2 separate regions of the Mus musculus genome follow, and region 2 is linked to region 1. Evidence: chromatin contacts called from public Hi-C data. All regions are on one chromosome and are shown on one strand. Each heading gives the region's core, a stretch centred on a gene start, on an enhancer-like site or on the middle of the called end of the contact. The rest is flanking DNA. Distances are from core to core; before and after follow the strand shown.

Region 1 (3,260 bases), core at 758-3,257:
TGGTACCAAAATCAGGAAGTCCACAACCACCAATCAAGCAAGAGTGAGCCCCGGACCAGACCTGCCAGGGCTGTGCACACTTCTCTTCCCAACGTGTGAGTGAGAGCCTCTGTCCCTTAGTGCCCTCATATGTACGCCTATCTTTTATCCTTCGATAATAACTCTTTCTCTACTCCTTGCCCCCCGCTCTGTCTCTCCCTCCCCGCCCCCGTGTGTGTGTCTGCTTAGAGTCAAAATTACAGTCAAAAATACTCAAAATAATTAGACCCCAGCACACTCCACTAGTGGCACCCAGTGGCACTCACAGGCATTGCTCAGTCCCACTCAAGTCAGTTCCCTGCCTCCTGGCGAGGAAGACTGAACTGATGAGCAGCTGTGGGGGTCACACCCCTAATCTTAGTACTGCAAGTTAGAGGCCAGCCTGGGGTGCAGAGTGTGACCTGTCTCAAAAAGCAAAGAACAGCAAAGGCAGACAGAGGACTAACTCCCCTTGGAGGTGCTTCCACACGGCTTAGCCCCAGCAGCTCTATGAAGATCACATCGCTCTTACTGTCCCAGGCCAAAGTCAGGAAGTACCAATCAAGCCATTAATTGGAAATCTGCTTTAAAACAAGTAACAGGAATTGGAATATCAGTGAGGTTCTAGAATTTACTGTTTAAAAATGCAAAACAGGTTGCTAATGGCCCCATAGAGGATGGTGAGGCATTTATCTTGTCTGTCCCCAAAACCCTCAATTTCAGAAGAAAGGAGCTGATTCAGTCAGGAGTCTCTAGAAGAGTGGTTCTCAAGCTGTGGGTCACAACCATCAAAAAACACATTATTGCCAATGGTCTTAGGAACTGAGACACTGCTCAGAGCAAAATTACAGTTATGAAATAGCCATAAAAAAAACTTTATGGTGGGGGGTAACCATGATATAAAGAACTGTATTAAAAGGCCATAGCATTAGAAAAGTTGAGAACCACTGAGCTAAAATAAACAGAACCAAGAAGATGAAAACACACATTCCCATACACATATACATACATATACAAACACACACAGAGGTACATACATGTATATGAGAGACACAAATACTCACACACACATATACAGACACACACATACACTCACACACAGGCACAAACACACTCACAAACACATATACAGACATATACAGACACACATACAGAGACACACATATACACACCCAGAGATATAAACACTAACACACATACACAGACAGACACTCACACATACACTCACACATATGCACACACACATACACACACACCACACATACACACACACATACACACACATACACACACATACACACACACACACACACACACACACACACACACACATACCTTCAACAGCCAGAGTAGACCCAGAATAGCTGTCTCTTACTAGAGGACTATAACCAGTGGTCACTCAGTACACAAGTCAGGGGACCTCAGCATTCACAATCTGGCACTGGGAGACCAGAAAGTTCCTAGAGAGCCACTGCTCTCTGTTCCACAATGAAAGCTTGGAAATACTGGTCCTGCCAGTGAAAGAATTGGCAAGTCAACTCAGCAGCAAGAAGGAAGACCAAGTGAAGGTGAGACAACTTCCCTCTGACATAGACATGTTGTCTGGGCCTGCAATTGGGGTGGGCTTTCCCCATCAATCAAGGCAATCGGGACAATGCTTCAGATGAGGGTCCCTACTTAGGAGGTGCTAATTTGTAGCAAATTGACATGAAAACCAACCATAACAATGGCAGATGCTGGATGCCATAGCTAGACCCAAGGAAACATTTGTGAGTTGGAACTAGGACTGCTCCAAGGAGATGAATTGTGGCCTGACTACTGCTTGGCAAGAAAATGACTCCTTTGGCCTGCTCGGCTCTTGAAAGATCAGCTCCACTCAGAAGACAGACTGCTGAGTGAGCTCAGCTTAAACCTAGATGTCAGCCATTGGCTTCTCAGCTGGACACCCTGTTGCAGTGGCATTAGGACACACTGTGTCCACTTGGCATGTGTGTAAAGCCAGCAGGCATCCTTAACACTGACCCAGACTACCCTGCACACTTGCTCCGTGGTTTCTCACCTGGCACCCTGAAGCTGTGGCTTGTGGCCAAGCTGTTTCATAACTTCATGTTTGTACAAACTTGGGTGTGGGATGCGAAGGGCAAAGGGAACTGGAATAGAGGGGTCCAAGACCTTAGTTAACCCTCTGTGATCTACCATCTGGGCACACATACTCTAGTCCTAGTGAATCTGTAGGGTGTCAACTTTCTCTCTATAATGGCAAAGGGACTCACCTAAGGACACTTCCCTCCTACCCAAAGCCAATTTAAAAAGGTCTGTGGGGGGGGGGGGGGGCAGGGGGGGTCCTTCCTTTTCTTGCAGTCTCCCCCTGCTGTGTCAATAAATACAATTCTTTCTTCTACCTCATCCCTGTCCCCCTGCCCCTGAGACAGTCCGAAGCATGTGATATCAGCAGTTTTCACTGTCCGTTGTCAGATTCAGATTCCTCCAGAGCCTCCTGAGGTTGCTATTTTTCCCCAAAGGCATGCACTAGTGCTAGTGACGTACACATGCACTTCTGTGTACTTCTTGCCAAGTGAGCACCCATACCCTGGGCCTAAGCCTTTCAGAAGCTGGCTGGGATGAGCACTGTGGGCCTTGGACAGAAGTGACAGGCAGCTGTGGACAGTTGCCAGGGCTGACCCTGCCTCTAGTGGAGTCAACTGCTCTCCATTCTCAATCCTGTTGCTTGATTGAGCAGACCCTACTTCCATTATCATTTCCAGGAAGGGACCAGGGACCTCAGACTGTCCTCAGTTTAAGGGTGGATACCTGACTCCATGAGAAGGCACCACAGGATTGTTGCTGGTACTGTTAGGACTGAGACAAGCACCTTGGGAAAGGCAGATGCACTGTTTGACTTGGGATCACCGAGTCCTCCAGATAGATTTGTCCCCTTTGGTTTCCCAGTTATGTGATCCCCCTTTCTCATGAAGCAATGCTTGGTTCACTCTGTCCCTTATAGTTAAGTCCCAACCAGGGCTGGGAAGATGGCTCAGTAGATAAAGTGCTTGCTGTACAAGCCTGGTGACCACATTCCAATCCTCAGACGTAAGAGCCAGGCAGGCATGGCTGTTACCTGTAATCCCAGCACTCAGGAAGAATGGGGCGAGGCGGGCTGGATGAGCTTGGGGTTCAGTGAGAGACCCTGCCTAAAAGCTTTGTGTCTTCTGATGTCATTTTTCATTTCATGTTTTAATCAA
Region 2 (3,372 bases), core at 579-3,078, 590 kb before region 1:
GCAACCTGGGATAGAAAGCTGTAACATGTCACACACAAAAAGAGACAATAAATATGACAAATAGACTTAAAATTCAGGGGCAATGGGTCAAAATCCTAAAGAAATTTAAATAAATGTATAAAGAAAAACAAGGATACAAAAATAGCCATTGACTGGGAAAGTCCTTGGGCCACCTGCTGCTCTTCTTGACATCCTGGGCTTCTGTGGGGTATTAGTTAGCATTACTATTGCTGTGATAAAATACTGTGACCAAAAATAAGTTGGGGAAGAAAGGATTTATTTGGTTTTCACTTCTACATTGCTGTTCATCATCAAAGGAAATCAAGACAGAGCTCAAACAGGGCAGAAACCTGGAGGCAGGAGCTGGTACATAGTCCATGGAACAGTACTTCTTACTGGCTTGCTCACATTCTGCTTTCTTATAGAACCAATGACCACCATCCCTGGAGTGGTACCACAAACAGAGGGCTACCACCCCATCAGTAACTAATTCAGAAAATGCCCAACAAGCTTGTCCACAGCCTGGTCTTCTGGAGACATTTTCTCAACTGAGGCTCCCTACTCCCAAATTACTCTAGCTTATGTCAAGTTGATATAAAAACCAGCCATCACATGAAGTTATAGTCTGACAGCTGGAGGACCCTTGAAGGGAGAGAATGTGGCCCCAGATCACCAGTAGAAAAGACCAAAGAGGGGCTCATGATTCAGGACTAGAAAGACAGATTCTGTCCTACTCTCCCAGACCATATCTGCTTGTTCTTGGACAAGTAGAGGGACTGGATTGAGCCATGAAGCCTTCATTTATTCCTAGTGAGGGAAGGGTCAGGTAGAAGGTTGGCTGCTGCAGTTGGAAACTCACCCTGCAGACCAAGAATAACAAAGGAGGAGTCAGCACAGCTCCAGGTATCAGTGCTGGAGTTGGTCAACTTTGGGATGGAAAACATATCCTTACATGTGCTGTCAGGAAGCTGTTGGAATTCATCAAAAGACCCTCACTCGCAAAGACCATAGAAACTGCCATTGTTACAAACCGCATGAGGATTTTTATTGATCCAACATGTTGGGGACTCCCCTCTCAGCAAGCAGACCAGAAGAGAGACCCAGAACAAAGAAAGATCACACTTTTTATACCTTTGCAAGAGGCAGATTTGAGCAACAGGGTTCTCATTGGTGTAGCCCTTTCAGGCATTGGTTGGTTTGTATAGTGACTAAGTAACCCTTTGGCCTAGTTCCACACTTTGCCTGCCCTCATAGTAGATTATTATGATTTGGTCAGCTTTTAGCTATTAACATCACAGGGAATTCTAGCAAGGTCAGGGGATCTGCAGTCTTTCTCAGAATTTAGTGTGGGGCAGGGTAGGGGGATTTCTCTGGGAGCTGCTATCTTGTTACAGTTTTTTCTCTGAGAACAGCTAATATTATTTTGGCAGTTGCAAGCTTAGTCATTTTGACCGCTAAAACTATGTTTTTACATTTGTTTAGTCAGCCAGTTGTCTGGCTCTGCACTTGGCCTGCTAGGACAGTTTGGAAAGTCCTCTTCGAAGGGGGAAGGTACCGGGTGGTCTTGAACTCATTTTGAATATTACAAAGCCACTGCTGGAAGACTACATCCCCACCTGGGGCTTCACCTCAGTGTGAGCACCTACCAAACTAGAATGACAATTCTACACTAGAATAAACCTGAGGACTCTAGGCAAAGAGTTTTCTAATTCAGCCTCCTGCTGTTAAGGCCTGGCCTATTGCCCTTTATTGACAACAGAGTACAGGTTGTCCACCAGCAGGGTGAAAGGTGCTTTTCCACCTGCTTTGTCTATACCAACTAGGCCAAACCTGTGTTTACATAAGTCTGGAGAAGGAAAGAATCCAGACCCTGGAACAAGATTAGAGCGATCGGTCAGCCTTAGAACTGTGCTGTTTATTTATGTGTTTAATTGGGGCAAAGTTCTGGGTTCTGTTTCTAGGTGCTATAATCAAAGCCCCAAGGGATTGTCAGAGAACATTTAAAGGTTTGTGTTGGGAATTGATTCTAATGCTTTGTCTTAATTTGGCTCTCAAAATCACTCTAGAATCTACATGTCCAGATGTTGAGGGACCCTGTCCCCAATTGGTTTCTGATTGATCAATAAAGAGCCAGAAGCCAATGGCAGGGCATGAGGACAAAGGCAGAACTTTTAGGATTCCCTGAAAGAAACACAGAGGGAAAAGGGAAGATTTGTCATGGCTCAGAAGCAGAGAGATCAAATTAAGAGCTGCAGGAGAGAAATCATCCAGCAATGTACGTACAAAGGGAAAGTGGGCCTGTGGAAGGGCTGTCCAGAAAGAGACAGGGCAGTAAAGATAAAATACAGATTTAGAACGTGTTAATTCAGGAATCCTGGAGGGGGAGTGTGTGCTAGCTGCAGGGAGGTTTGGAAGTGCCCAGCCATTGAGCTAGTTAAGACAGATTTAGAACAATTGGGTGGGTGCACACTCACCAGGGACATAGAGTAGCCATTCAAGATTTACTGCTACAGGTTTGAGAAAAGTATCTGGAATCCTGGATGATGTTATAATAACCTATGAATATCAATGGAGACACAACTGTAGCTCCCTTTGCCCCCACCCTACATTGTGACCATAATCTCTCTTATACTGTACTTAGATTCTGCCATATGTCCCAGAACACAGGACAAGTAGAGTGGCCTTGGACACATTTCCAAGCCTCCTAGGATCATTTATTCACCACCAAAAGCAGAAAGACTGAAATTCTGCGTTCTCCCCAGTACATAGTCTATGACTCTGTGGTGTTCCATAATTTCAAGGCTGATCTTCCTGTTGTCACTGATGCATGCAGAAGAGTTTTGAGTCTGCCAGAGGCTATGGGGCCACTGCATAGTGAGAGAAAAGCCACAAATGAATGGGTTCTCTTTAAACATTTACACCATATCACTGAAGGAAGTCATAGAAGGAACCTAAAACTGACAGCATTAAGGGGCACAGTGTGCTAGCTTGTTGACTCAAGCTCAGCTAGTTTTCTTACACAGCCCAGACCCAAGATCTATGGATGGTGCTGCCCATGGGGCCCACCTATACCAATTAGCAATCAAGATAATCTCTCAAACATTTGATGGAGGCAATTCTTCAAATAAAATGCCCTCTTCCCAGGTGACTTTATATTTTATACACTGGTCAATAAAAACTGACCAGAGCATAAATGTAGACCTTATCTCAAATAAAAGCAATCTTTTTTTTAATTGGATATTTTATTTGTTTACATTTCAAATGCAATGGCCTCTCCCAGGTTCCCCTCTGTAAACCCCCTATCCCATCCCCCCTTACCCTGCTTCTATGAGGGTGCTCCCCCACCCACCCATCCACTCCCGCTTCACTGAC

Evidence for each region. Hi-C and Micro-C count contacts between places; a contact is called where the count stands out from the background.
Region 2: a contact with region 1 is called in a Hi-C map of liver, with 4 times the contacts expected there. The contact joins two enhancer-like sites. A contact is called at or near these places in 1 of 484 Hi-C or Micro-C datasets (liver) and 1 of 115 datasets of contacts at active chromatin or transcription factors (embryonic stem cells).

What each region holds. Positions count from the first base shown.
Region 1 is chr14:18,375,183-18,378,442 of GRCm38.p6, reverse strand. No RefSeq gene overlaps it. Among named protein-coding and RNA genes, the nearest start is that of Ube2e1, 45 kb to the right of the region's middle. Within about 2 kb of position 2,007, at least 13 of the 459 cell types and tissues checked have an H3K27ac peak or open chromatin away from gene starts, as enhancers often do. A contact at or near this core is called in liver, where this site is marked.
Region 2 is chr14:18,961,912-18,965,283 of GRCm38.p6, reverse strand. No RefSeq gene overlaps it. Among named protein-coding and RNA genes, the nearest start is that of Ube2e2, 70 kb to the right of the region's middle. Within about 2 kb of position 1,828, at least 5 of the 459 cell types and tissues checked have an H3K27ac peak or open chromatin away from gene starts, as enhancers often do. A contact at or near this core is called in liver, where this site is marked.